2 separate regions of the Zea mays genome follow, and region 2 is linked to region 1. A link is a contact called in public Hi-C data. All regions are on one chromosome and are shown on one strand. The core of a region is the stretch at or near the end of the contact, and the rest is flanking DNA. Distances in the headings are between cores, read along the strand shown. Region 1 holds the start of LOC100278702. Region 2 holds the start of LOC100284724.

Region 1 (6,973 bases), core at 3,022-5,521:
CAGCCCGACTCACACCGGTAACGAATTCCTTGCCCCAATCTTCGGGATACGGCGGCGATTGTTATCACCCTACTTATTTACCTGCCTCAGAGCTGCGTGCCTGCGTTCATTCGAGGCGTGCGCTCCTTCAATTTTCCCTGACACCGATGCATAGAGTTAGAGTAGGCACAATAATCTGTTTTTTTTCTTGGGATGATCGTAGTTTTGTCTCTGACCACTAAACAGATCGTTTTTTCTTTCTATGCCCGTGGCTAACTTCTAGTGAGGAGTTCGAGGGATGGCTTTCGCTAGTAGAATTGGAAATGCGCTCAGGAGAACTTTAGCGCCCACTTGCTCCCCACTGCTTCAGCCAGTAAGATGCATGTCCTCTTCCAAGCTCTTTGTTGGAGGTATGTTGAGATCGATTTTGTTCTCCGCCGTGGTGTCTGAGTATCTAATTCCGCTCTGAATGAGCCTGCATGTAGGACTTTCTTTTGCCACCGACGAAACCACTCTGAAGGATGCATTTTCTGAGTTTGGGAATGTACTTGAAGGTTGTTTGTCCGATTTATTTCGACTTGTATTTTTTTTCTTGGACTTTTTTTTATCGGTGTCTAACACTTCTCTATTATCTGTTTGCATTCAGCTCGGATCATCATTGATCGGGAATCAGGGAGGTCAAGGGGTTTTGGTTTTATAACTTTTACATCCACTGAAGAAGCCTCAGCTGCAATGACTTCCATGGATGGCAAGGTAGGTCATTCATGTCCATTGTTTTGTTCTATACCATCGTTGAATTGTCTCACTTCCAAAGGTAATTCTTCTAAACTGACCATCTGAATTCCAATGCTCACATCCCTTGTTACACAGGAAAAATTTCAGAGTCCAAACTATTTGTTCAATTTATCTCCACTTCATGCAGACTGAAATTCCTAGAGAAATAATCTACGCTATAACTCAAAGGAATAATCAACTGCTAACAATTGTTTTTTCAGCCAGGCACAATATTGGAATATTTATTGTTCCTTGGTTGAAAGCACTGATTGATATGGTGACATACTGACATATATACAAATAATGGCCTCGACCAAAATTTTCCAGGGTTCCTGTATGACAGCCACAGAGTCTTTTTTTTTTGCTGCCATTTGGGTATGAATTAAAATGTATTATTGCAGTGAATGCTAGGTTATTTGTCCTTAGTGTTTGATGCAACAATCCAGTTGGTAATCTGTAAGCACTAGAAGGATTACAGAACAGAGCAGCAAGTGAGAGAAATCATTTTCCAAATACTTGAATTGCTTGTACAGAGTTAATATGTGCCTATGATCTTTAGTTTGACTTAAAATGATTGGGCCTGTTTGGAGAGCTGCTGCTTTCCAGGAATTCTTGGAGCTGGAGGTAGGGATTTGTCGATGTGCTATGTTGCGTTGTTCCCAATTTGTTAATTAGACTAAAAAAGCTTTATACCAATTTGTTTTAGCCTTACAAGTAGCCTCCCGGATCGGACCCTTGGCCTGGAATTTGCAAAAGGAAAATGCTATTTCTCTTTTTCATATCGCAAGTGATTTAAAGTTATTTTTTACTTTGAAGTTGTAGATACTTGTCTCTAATGAGCATGTTGTTTCATGAAACATAAATAATTTGCTTGTTTGCAAATCATTGAAACAATTTCATCTGATACAGGAACTTCAAGGACGAAATATAAGGGTGAACCATGCCAATGAACGCGCTGGTGGGATACGCGGGGGTGGTGGATTCGGAGCTGGTGGTGGTTATGGTGGTGGAGGTGGATATCCTACTGGTGGGTATGGCGGTGGTGGATATAGTTCTGGTGGTGGTGGAGGATATAGTTCTGGTGGTGGAGGAGGATATAGTTCTGGGGGTTATGCTGCCAATGGTTACGGTGTTGGATCTGGCAGTGGCTATGGTGGCACCTACAGCAATGCATCAGGTGGTGGATATTCAGGCAGTGATGGTTACGGCAATGGAGCTGCCAGTGGTGGTTATGCTAACAACTTGAGCAGCGGATACAACAGCAATGGAAGGTACAATACCATTGGCAGTTCTGATGGAAACACTGGTGGGTACAATTCGTCTCCCAACCCGTATGGTGTAGGCAACTACAATACTGGAGGTTCGAGTTCCAGTGGTGGAACCTTAGGAGAGTTTGGTGGTGGAGGTTTTGGTGGCAACAACTTTGCTGGAAATGTTACCGGGGGGTTTTCTGGCGGTGGGGCAAGCTATGGAGCTAACAAGCCGCAATACAATGGCGACGACGACCTGCTGGGCGAAGGTTTCTTCGACAAGGAAGTGGCAGAGTAAATGAGGGAGCGGCGTACTCGCACCTCTCGCACGGTGCTGCGGATCATTTTTTTCCCCCAAACTGCATCAGATCGGTCGTGCTAAATGGAGCAAATAGAACTTTGCCTGAGCTCATTAGGATATAGAACATAATCCTTTGTTCTTTTTTATTCTGTTTCAGACAAGGCACGTATGTTATTTTATCCACTCAGCTAGCGTAGCTTTACTACAACTATATTGTGAGAAGAAAAAGTTGTTATATCAACTATATTGTGAGAAGAAAGAGTGGTTATATCTTCTCAACAAGAAATGATGATAGTTCAGGTGCTAATTTTCTTAGCCTTTGTATTCTTACGTACTAGATAGAAATGTCCAAAGTCCAATGTCGTTCCCAATAATAAAAATAAAAATAAAACTCTAGCATATGCTGGAATAGCTCATAATTTGTGATATTGTGGGACGGAGGGAGTATATTATAAATACGCATCATAATTTGTGACTGATGCACTAATGTCTAGACTGATATTTCTGCCATCATCTGTATTTCAAATATGCCACGCCAACATAGCTAGTTTGGATCATAATTTGATAAGTAATCTCTTTGCAGAAGGTCATAACCGGCTTGTAATCCATTCTAATCCTTGATTTTATCTTTTATCAGTTGCAATTATTGTTTGCTGGACTGTATGATACACTGGACTACTGCAGTGCCTACATGTTTGACAGCTCGCTAATTTAACATGTGCCTGTCTAAGCCTGATTCCATGTTTCCAGAAGAAGGTTAGCTCGTAGCTTCACCTGGTGTCACATTTTTTTTCTCGAACGCCCGAGAGATTGACGTGCACATCATTATATTAAGAAGGTACGAAAGGACCAAAATAGACCAATACAGGATCAAAAGAAGGCAGAGACAAAAAAAAAACAAAAATACACATAGAAGTCCATAACAAAACTGAAAAGGCTATCAATTACTGAAGTCCAGGAATATGGACCGTAAGGAGGGCTAAGGTTCTTAGTCCCAGCCAGCTCCCATAGTTATCTCACTAGTCATGCTCCTGTTCATTTCTAAGCGATGGATTTGCTTAAGTTGGCAAATCGTCTCTTCATGTATTGTATGTATGCAGAACTGAGTCTGACACGGTATACACCAACTTTGGTTTAAAAACCAAGAAATGTACTAAATTATCTTTATACCATTGCATCGATGTACATATACATAGAGAGAACACGTCTTATATTGCTGGAATAGCTCATAATTTGTGATATTTTTGGAGACGGAGGAAGTATATTATAAATAGGTATTGAGAACACGGTATACATGGCCAGCTAGCGTAGCTTTACTACAATTATATTATGAGAAGAAAAGGTGGTTATATATTGTGAGAGGAAATGGTGGTTATAACTTCTCAACAATAAATGATGATAGTTCAGGTGCTAATTTTCTTAGTGTGTATATTCTTACGTACAAAAGTTCAATGACATACCTAATAATAGGAATAAATTGAATCTTTAGCATATGCTGGAATAGCTCAGTTGGTTAGAGCGTGTGGCTGTTAACCACAAGGTCGGAGGTTCAAGCCCTCCTTCTAGCGATATTTTTCTTTTTTACTCAATTCATCTATAACCTTAAATCACATATGTATTTTAAAAAAATTATATATTGTTCATATTTTTGTAGTTTCACCTTTTTGGCCCTCAGTTAATATCTTAAATCATTTAAACATTTAAAAAAATACGTATCGGTAGAGCTTAAATTTTTATATATTAATAGAGTAAATAATAAAACATTTCCATAATGTTCATTCATTTTTTTTAAAAAATATTTGTAGAACTGTAAATTTTATACCTTTTAGAGTAAATAATAAATTGTATCTATAATTGTTTTTAAAAATATATAAGAATTCTGGTAGTTTTGATTGCACGAAAAAGCTAATTAATAAACAGTTTTCCTATTACTGTTACCAACATGGATCTAAATAGGGCCTGGCGGCCTGCTAATTAAGGCCCACAAAATTCTGCTGATTGGGCTCCCCGCTCGATCCAAACCCTCTCGCTCCCGTTGGCGGTGTGCGGCGAGGTGACCACGGCGGCGGAAGAATGGCGAAAGGCAGCGGGCTGATCTGGGCGACGGCGGAGGATCTGGCGCGGAATAGGCCGGTGGTGCTGTCGCTGTACAGGCAGATTCTGCGGGCCCTCAACTCGCCGGAGCTGCCGCTTGGGCACGCGGCGCGGCTGGCCAAGAAGGCCGAGTGCCGGGCCATCTTCATCTTCGGCGCCGAGGAGAGGTCGCTCCACAACATCCGTGACCTCGTCGAGGCTGCGCGACACACGCTTGGGCTGCTCAACCGTGGCCGCCTCCCGTAGAGAGGAACGAGGAATCTATCTGTAAGATTTGGTTCTGGTGCGTGCCGATGAATGGCTAAATTGATCTGTTCTAGTATAAGCTACTATCAATATACTGTACACTTGCTAATTAAAAGAAAGAAGTTTTATGTATGAATGAACTGCAACTTGAGTCATTGAAAAGTTGTTGCTGGTCTTCTTTAGTTTGAGTTAGGGGATGCGTCATGCGTGGTTTTGAAGGTGTTCTGCTTGCAATATTACATCATAATCTGTGACTGATGCACTGATGTCTAGACTTTGATATTTCTTGCATCATCTTTGTTTCAAATATGCCACGCCAACCTAACTAGTTCGATCATAATTTGATAAGTAATCTCTTTGCAGATGGTCGTAACTCGCTCAGAATCCATTCTTGATTTTATGTTTTATTAGTTGCAATTATGGTTTGCTGGACTGTTTGGTACACTATGCTGCTGCCTGCAGTGCCTATATGTTTGAGAGCTCGCTAATTTAGCATGCTCCTGTCTGTGCCTGATTCCATGTGTCTTGTATAGAAGCTTGCAGTCTATTCGCTTGCCTTTAATGTTTTTACTGCTTCTACATTGTTTTGTCTTTATGTTGTAGCAGTCCGAACAACTTTAGCTCGTAGCTTTCACATGGTGTCACATAATTGTCTCACTATTCATGCTCCTGTCCATTTCTAAGCGATGAGTTTGCTTCAGATGGCAAATCGCCTCTTCATGTATTGTATGTATGCATCTTCATGTATTGTATGTATGCAGAACCGAGCCTGACATGGTATACATTTTAATTTCATTTCATGGTTAGTTTTGAGATGTTTTTAAATTCGAACTGCTCTACAGATTCGGCATAATTTCTCGAAAGGATTTTACCACTTCGGTTGCTATTTTCTGCTGTGTGTTTTTGCTATACTACGATGATAGGTCTCATATGATGTGAATTCACGGGCTATTGCTCTATCTGTGCGTAATATGAACTCATTTATTTATGCGAACTGATCTGGAAGTGATCTGGGAAAAAATTTGAACTATACTGATGGATTTGACATTTGACTTGAGCTTTTTCCCATGTTTTGTGATTGAGACGGCACAGGAGATGTTGGATTCTGGTTATTGCCACCTGCATGGCCACATTGGCTTTTATGGTGTGAAACTTTGAACAAATTTAGTGACTGCCCACCTTTTGTAGAGTTCAGCTCTAACCTTCAGGCATATTGACTTGTGTTGGAAAGCAAATTTGTACGAGCAGACTCTTTCGTTTGGTTATAATATTCTGTTTATAATAGCAGAGGAACTTTTTAAGCTGCGTCCCCTTCACTTTAGGTTGGCATCTTCCGCTCGAATACGCCATTTCTAAATTCCATTTGTAGATATAATTTAGTAATGAAATGTGTACAGAGAGATAGTCTGAAACCTGTGTCATGTGGGGCATGGTTGCTTTGCATTTCTGATGCATCACTGAAAAGAGGTCAACGAGAGACAAAACCTTGATTGGATTGATTAGATTCTGGACTGGCACATATTTTCTCCATCAACCACGACCCAAGGATCCAATGGTTTATCTCAGCAAAATTGCCCCTGTGGCTGCAAAATATGCTAACAGTTGTTTCTCTATATCCTCTTTTGATCATACTCTTCTGGGTAACAAGGTCAAGAGATGGCAATGATAGTTCAAAGATGTAATTAAAGGGAATGAAGAAAATAAATCTATTTTATGATGACCAATTCGGAAGAAGCAAATGGAACTTGGGACACTTGTTGTGTCCCGGTTTTCACAGTGTATTTATCTACTGCTTAGTTTTACACAGCGATTAAAACTTATGCTCATGCCGTTTCGCCAGTCATTCTGTATTGGGTGGACACATGCCCCGTTTGTTTCAGTTTTCTTCCTAATTCTGGACGCCAGAAGATACTGCGGACTATCAAAAAAAACCATATTGGGTGGATATAGGCCCGTTTGTTTCAGTTTTTTTTTGTTGCTAATTCCGGCTGCCAGTGCGGACTATAAAACTTAACTTTTCAGTTAGCTTATATAAGCACTTTGGTAAACTATCTAAAATCAATGTGAATATATAATCGGACGAGCCGTTGCGATAGTAGAAATCCGTCACTTTCTAGATCCTAAACTAAACCATATAGACCTCTTCATCTTCCTATGCATTTAATTCTCATGATACTTAGATTCTCTTCACAACCAGATTTTTAAAAAAGTTTGTTAGGAGAAAAGCTTAAACAAATAGGCCCATAGTCTTATGTGTATTGTCTAAACCCTAACCCTGCCACCTCTCAATTGACCGTATTGATTTTTTGGGCAATGATTGATGGTAGAC
Region 2 (6,973 bases), core at 3,219-5,718, 230 kb before region 1:
CAGTTAGGACGAACAGTTCATGGCTGCAACCCCACATGCAGCAATGCTTATGCAGGAGCATGATATGTGTCTTTTGGTGTGCCCACAAATATCCCCTTATACGAACACACCCAGTGTGTATGATCTGTATATTTATATCTAGTTAGACAATGTTTTTCTCTCTCCTGTATGATACGTGTTTTCTTTAGTTGAATTGTCTGGCAGCGAACTCCGTATTTTTGTTTGGTACAACAATTGGTTCTGAGCTGTATAGGAATTGTTTTCTGAACATACCCTTTTACTTGTTCAGATGGTGAGACACATTCTTCAGAGGAATGCTGGAACCCAAACAGCCTGCCTGACACACCACAGTCAAAAGCGAGCAGTGAAGCCAACCAGATTAAACCAGAAAATTTGGAAGTTCTGATCCAGAAGCTTGAGCAGCTACAGTCAATGAACGAAGAAGACGCAAGTATCAAAGAAGTCATGGCATCAGTCACTGCAAATAAAGATCACCAGTATATCTATGAGATACTGTTGGCATCTGGTCTTTTGCACAAAGAACATAGTATCACGGCATTACCTGCTCAACTCCAAACATCAAATTATCCAATCAATCCGGAGCTCTTCCTCATTCTTGAGCAAACAAAACCAGACTTAGTTTTCGCATTCCAAGCTGTCAGTGGAACTAAGAAAACTTGTAAGCCTTACACAGGGAAGCTTCACCGAAGACTTGTGTTTGACCTGGTAAACGAAACAATAGCTCAAAAGATGATCATCTGCAGATCTGGAAGCCAGCCAGCAAAGTTTCTTCAATCAAGGAAGTTGAGTGGGTGGCAACTATTCAAGGATTTGTGCACTGAGGTTGACAGGCAAATAAAATGCACCGGGGAGGAGGAGAATGGAAACATGATATTAGATGAGGATACAGTCAATGGAACGAAAGACTGGATGAGCTTCGACACTATGCTACATGGCATAGTTTGGGAGATTGAACGATCCATCTTCAAGGGTCTTATCGACGAGGTTATCGGCGGTGAGACTATAGAGAAGATGCAATTTGGGCAAAGGAAACTGCAGAGGCAGCTTTCTTTCAGTAGTATAAACTGAATATGCGTCGTAGCAGTCATTTCCATGGAAGCTTATAACAACTAGTAAATGTGACAGTTTCTATTTTTTCTGAAGACTAAACTGTACAAGTATAAATGATCCTCAACACTAGTCTTGCTGCCTGACTATTGCAATTCGAGATTTGTGTGACATGACTACTGTTTGACTCTACTACCGGTCAAGGCGATTGAAGTGCACAGTACCCCGCGTGTGCATGGTGGACCCATTATATCAAGTGTTTATAGGAATGTCGGGTAGATGATAACTTGAGATAAAGTTCTCGTTTTTTGCATTTATTGTTACGGATGATGTTGCGGTCAAACTGTATGCCGCAAATGTACCAATAAGCACTATATTGTCCATGCGGCTACAACGGCTACTGACTACGTCGTACTCAACAGGGTGATCACTCATACATACCAATATGGCAGGTCACGCTTGCCACTATAGCTCACAGGAGGCGTGCACCATATATGATACAACAATTATGATAAGATAGAAATAGTTGGAACTTTGTTGAATAGGGTATGTGCATGTATATAACTCACTTCTCCCTTGAGCTATAAAAGAGACGCATAGTAACATAGAACATGATATCGGTTAACATCGCGATGGTTGGGTAGGGCAATACAAATAGGGTTGTTTCTACTCGATCGCTAGCTTAGTTAACATTTGAGTATGTAACTTCGTGTCTTACATCTAAACATCCATCGTAAGGAGGACGTAGATTATTATATTAGGCTCAGGCCGCTCGAACCCTTTACATCGTGTGTATACTATCGTGTTCGCGCTTTGTTACAACGGTCTTAGTCCTATGCCGCTCTCTCCAGTTCTCCATACTACCTTTCGTATCGTGGTGCCATATAGCCGCGAAAATATATATAATATTCTGTCTTAGTAACCTTCTGTCTTACTGATGTGATGTTGTTTTGATTGAATCACGCGCCCCATAATTACACAAGCAGTCATTTCTTTCATGAAGCAGGGACCATTTGGCTTCTACAGTTACGAACATCTCAATACTATTATAGAAAACAAGATGTCTTCTGCCACTCTAGCAGAGTGCTAAGACTGTCTTCACCGCTTGCCGCCGGAGCTCCCCCTCCCCTACGGTAGAGGCTACAGGAAGACGCTATCCTATGCAACGCTTCCCCCTAAAGCACCCACTACGGTGCAGCAACACGCTAAATTCTTCTCTGTCCCCCTGAATGCAGCGTGCTCTCCTTTCCTCCCCTATCTACTGTGTTGTGGGCCCACAGTTAATTATTAGTAGATGAAAAATTGATATGAGGTGAAAAGTATGTATAGAAAATGATATTTTATGGTTGTAGTGGGAGTATAGGGGAAGGATTTAGGGGGAACCGCTGTACAGAGTGGAAATATAGGGGGGAAGAGAACGCTGACGTGACACGTGAGTGAGATATAGAGGGAGAAATTTAGGGGTAACCGTTGAACACAGTCTAATGACACCAAACTGGGGTTCTAAAACTGTAGTCCAAACTGTCTTTCTATTTAAGAATGCAAAGGATTCCAGCCTGTCATTCACACATGATCAACAAAACGAAACATTACGCTCCCCTAAGTAAACGGAATCGATAAGTAGCGCGAAGACGACATCCAACGCTGCAGTGCCAGATCATGTAGGACACTAGTAGGCTGTTTGGTTTGAGTAATGAGCTAGTCCATTATTTTCTCACTCCTCACTTTTTTGTTTGGTTTGTGGAATGAAATGAGTTGATCCATCATCACCTCATTCTTTATAGTTATTTAGTTAGTACTAATATGAGGAATGAGATCATCCTACCAAATTTGAAGAATGGACCTATGATGCACCACCACATTTTGGATAGAGTGATTCCTCAAACCAAACACCACCTAGATATGACACCGGATGCAAATTGCGAAAAAAGAGATGAATTGAACAGACACGAACAGGACAAGATAGGACAGGCATTTGCTGAAAGTGACAGCAAGGCGTACCTCTCAAACCGGCATGCGTGCTTGCCATTTTCCAAACTGTGCGCGCACAGCCAATGGGCCAATATTGCAAATGAATGATGATCCACCTTCCAGAGTGCTTTCACAGAACTCCGGCACTCGATGCCCCTTCAGACTTCAACGGCACTACTAACTTTAGCAGCACGAGATTCATCGGCTCTGACATGGGTACTGCCACGCCCCCCCGCGCGACTAGCTTGGGAGAAGCCTTTCGGCACAGCACATGGAATGCCGACGCCGCCATGTCAGCGGAAGCAATGAGTTAGCATCGTCCCCATCAGCGGGTCATCTGCAACAGGACCTGGCAGTCTGGCACCGATGGTGTGCGACGCCGCTGGCTGGCATGCGCGCCTCGCAAGCGTTTCGTCGAGCATGCGGTCGGCGCACCACTGCCAGCTGGCTAGGAATCGTGAGCTGACGATCGCGATCCTGGAGAACAAATCGCCGCCTCCACGGCTCCACCCTCGACCCTCCTCGTCAAATCCATTACCCGACGCCACCGCTGGAGGTGGGGCGACCAACGGCTGCCCCGCTGCGGTATTGGAGCGGTAGTGGTGGTGGCTGGTGACCAGTGGCCACCACAGCCAGGAGCTCACCAAAATTCATTGACTCCCACTCCTTTCGTCTCAATTTATAAATTGTTTGACTGTCCATCTTATTTAAATATTTTGTAAAAAAACAAAAAAAATCAAAAAACATACTTATAAAATATATTATATGCTAAACAATATCTGTTAAATAGTTATAATAATAATAATTATTATTAAAATAAAACGAGTCAGTCAAATTTAGAATAAAAAAACAAATGAATTATAAATTGAAATAAAGTGAGTATTTGTCTGCAAGTGCATTACTCAAATTCTTATCCTCCTGGACAGATATATACGACTCTAAGCCTTTGAATCAATTTTCTATGTATAATAGACAGGTAAGAAATTGTATGATACAACATCAAATTCTTATTCTGTTTAAATTATGTTATGCTCTCGATTCTCGAAGCAGTTCGGCAAGGCCACTGGCGACCTCCTCCCGCGATAACTTAATGGGCTGGGCAACTGTTCTGCAGGCCAAGATCAGCCAGGCCTAACACACAGGGACGAAAGTCACATGGGCCTAAATTACTTTGTTGGGTCCATGGAGTTTTTTTGCAGGCGTGACTGGCAAGAGAACGGCTAATAAAATAGCCGAAATCCACGCAACGGCACCCTCCGGCTCCGATCAGGCGTGTAGGACATTTGGTCCCACACGTCAGAGAACCATGGTTAGTTTTGGGAGCCCGGGCCTCACCCATAAACCCTTTTCGAAGGTGCCCTTTTTCGAAACCCTCTTGGCTCTTTTCCATCTCGCTATAAACCCTTCACGCCCCGGCGTCCGCGGCTCGCTCCTGTTCGCGCCGCCGACTCGCCTCGCGTCGCCTCACTAGGGTTTGCAGTTCCCGTCGCGGGCGAAGGCGGCGTCGTCTCGTGGCGGCGCCGTCTCCGTGTGCCTTCCCGCTCCCAAGGTTCGCATCCCTTTCTCTTCTCTCTTTCAATGCTTTTCGATCCCTCTGCATATGCTTCGGTGGGTGTATTACTGGCGATCGGGTTGTCTCGGCCATCGTGGTGAGTTGTTTTAGTAGAGATATTGCTTCTAAATCCAGTGGATATAGATTCCAAATTGGGGTATGGGGTAGTTTCTTTCATAGCGAGATCATTTTGCAATCGAGGGGGTTAGTAGATTGGAATTCGTGTTTTGGTCGTGGAGGAGTCTTTGTTTGTGTTCTGATGACGTCATGAAGATCGAATCCTCTTGCTTCCTAAACCTGTGTAGGATTAGATGGAATTTATGTTTATTGAGGTGAAAAATGATCAGATCCTCTTGCGTCCTACCCCTGTGTATGATCAGATGGAATTTATTGTGGTGAAAAGATTCGGTTAGATGGAGAGGTGGACATTTACCTCACATAACAGTAAGGTAGCGTGAATTGTTTATTGGGGGTATGCAGCACATGTTTAGTGTAAAATTGTAAACTTCATTTGTCTAGGTTTGGTTTGCTGCTAAGCTAGTGGCAGCGCCCAGTGTATGAAAATGCACAATGTGGCAAATCTAGCACAATTCTTGTATCTATTATCAGTGTATTAATAAGAAGCAAACATGGATTCGTGAACTACCACCATGCTATCTCCTGCAGTTTGTACTTCTGGGTGTCATTTGTCAGCCAGCACCAAGTCTCTGTTCGAATTCAACAACATGATCTAAGTTTGTATAAAGGGCCAAGGGGTGTAGTAAGACTTAACTACTGTATTTTTACTTAAGTTATTTTCCTTGGTTCAGAAGTTCAATATTTTTTCTTAATGGCTATGGCTATGAATATTGTTAAGTTGTCTTTCTTTACCTTTTTGAAGAAAGAGATGGTAACTACATACTTTCATCGGTTCTTGGATCGTTTACCTTGGGGTTGCTTACTGGCTTTTTCAAATTTTCAGTAACCTTCCTACTTGGCTGCTTTGCCAAACTAGATAGTTAGATACAATCTTTTCTTGTTTCTTGGGTAATCTTTTCATTACACTGGATTATTGTGAATTTGTGATCTCCTAACAGTCCACTTCAAGTACTAATTTTGCTATAACTTGTGCAGCAATGGCCTTGGAAGATGGGAGCCCAGCTACTTTTACTCCACAAGTGGTATTGTTTTTCAACTCTTTAATCGACTTTTATGTTTGTCTATAATTGCAGAGTTGAACTGAAAGTAATGATGTTTCTGCTTACAGATTGCTAATGCATTTGTCAAACAATACTATCAAACTCTTCGATATGCCAGAGAGGATGCCTATAAATTCTATAATGACAAAAGTATTCTTGGTCGAACAGATTCTAATGGGAAAATGATTTGTGTAACCACAATTGATGTAAGTTCTCTACAACTCCATGATGCTACTGCTATCAATGGATTCTAGGGACTTTGGAATATGAAAGTTTTGTCTGGTTTCAATGTCAGTATATAATTTTCCGTGACATGTTTCATATCTGTCTTATTAATTAGAAACTAATCAAATATATGGTTGATAGGCTTAACTACGGTAGTATATCTTGGCCAACAAACTGTTCTTTTACGATGATTTCTAATTGTTTTTATGGATGAGGTGGTGATGGATCAACCCATTCCATTTCCTATACTAGAAAAAAATAGGTGGTGGGCCACTCCATACCTTAAACCAAACATTCCCATGGTCTCTTTTCTGGATCAAATCATGGTTTAATATTGAACAAACTTGGCAATGCCTTACCATGTTTAGGAGTAACAAGTGAATTAAGTCACTTCAAATGTAGGAATAACAAGTGAATGGGTGGAGCGTGGACTAGTTCTTCAAAACAATTTTTAGCACTAATTTACTGTTCAACTTGTATAAATCAGTAATGACTTATTATTATTATGTTGATTCTGATGGGCTGATTAATTTATTTTATGTGTTTGAGCAGGATATCAAGGAGCAACTTGTGTCTACAGATTGTGCTGACTGTTTGATAGAGATCGAGACTGTTGATGCACAGCCATCCCATGTGGATGGTGTGATCATTTTGGTTGCTGGATATTTTACAACGGCTGTTGTGAAACAGAAGTTTATACAATCATTTTTTCTCGCTCCACAGGAAAATAGTGGCTATTATGTTTTGAATGATACATTCAGACTTACTGGGATTTCATTCGAGGTGAAGGTAGTTGCAGCTAACCATGATAACAAAAGCACACAAATTACCACCCTGCCCAATGAGCCAGGTGATGAAACATTTACTAGTTTAAATCTGTATTATTATGTATATATTCACTGACATTTTGATTTTTATATTTGATCAGAAATAGATTCATTTAAGGAGAGTGAAGTGCCAGGTGTACCACCTGCAGGAA

Evidence for each region. A called contact is a pair of places that touch in the nucleus more often than the background predicts.
Region 2: a contact with region 1 is called in a Hi-C map of leaf, with 6 times the contacts expected there. The contact joins the promoter of LOC100284724 here to the promoter of LOC100278702 in region 1. A contact is called at or near these places in 10 of 25 Hi-C or Micro-C datasets (bundle sheath, ear, endosperm and 3 more).

The regions. Positions count from the first base shown.
Region 1 is chr7:172,769,880-172,776,852 of Zm-B73-REFERENCE-NAM-5.0, reverse strand. LOC100278702 reads left to right here and starts at 4,271. Exons shown (of 1, transcript XM_008655103.4): 1 at 4,271-4,900. The coding sequence starts at 4,378. The coding sequence ends at 4,644. TRNAN-GUU (transfer RNA asparagine (anticodon GUU)) reads left to right here and starts at 3,799; the gene lies at 3,799-3,872. It overlaps LOC100191295 (Glycine-rich RNA-binding protein 3 mitochondrial), which reads left to right. Exons shown (of 5, transcript NM_001136729.1): 1 at 1-17; 2 at 263-389; 3 at 465-533; 4 at 626-732; 5 at 1,663-2,609. The coding sequence starts at 278. The coding sequence ends at 2,301.
Region 2 is chr7:173,002,874-173,009,846 of Zm-B73-REFERENCE-NAM-5.0, reverse strand. LOC100284724 reads left to right here and starts at 4,468. Exons shown (of 10, transcript NM_001157619.1): 1 at 4,468-4,588; 2 at 5,705-5,751; 3 at 5,838-5,975; 4 at 6,547-6,844; 5 at 6,923-6,973. The coding sequence starts at 5,707. It overlaps LOC103633403 (protein LONGIFOLIA 1), which reads left to right. Exons shown (of 5, transcript XM_008655107.3): 5 at 290-1,457. The coding sequence ends at 1,089.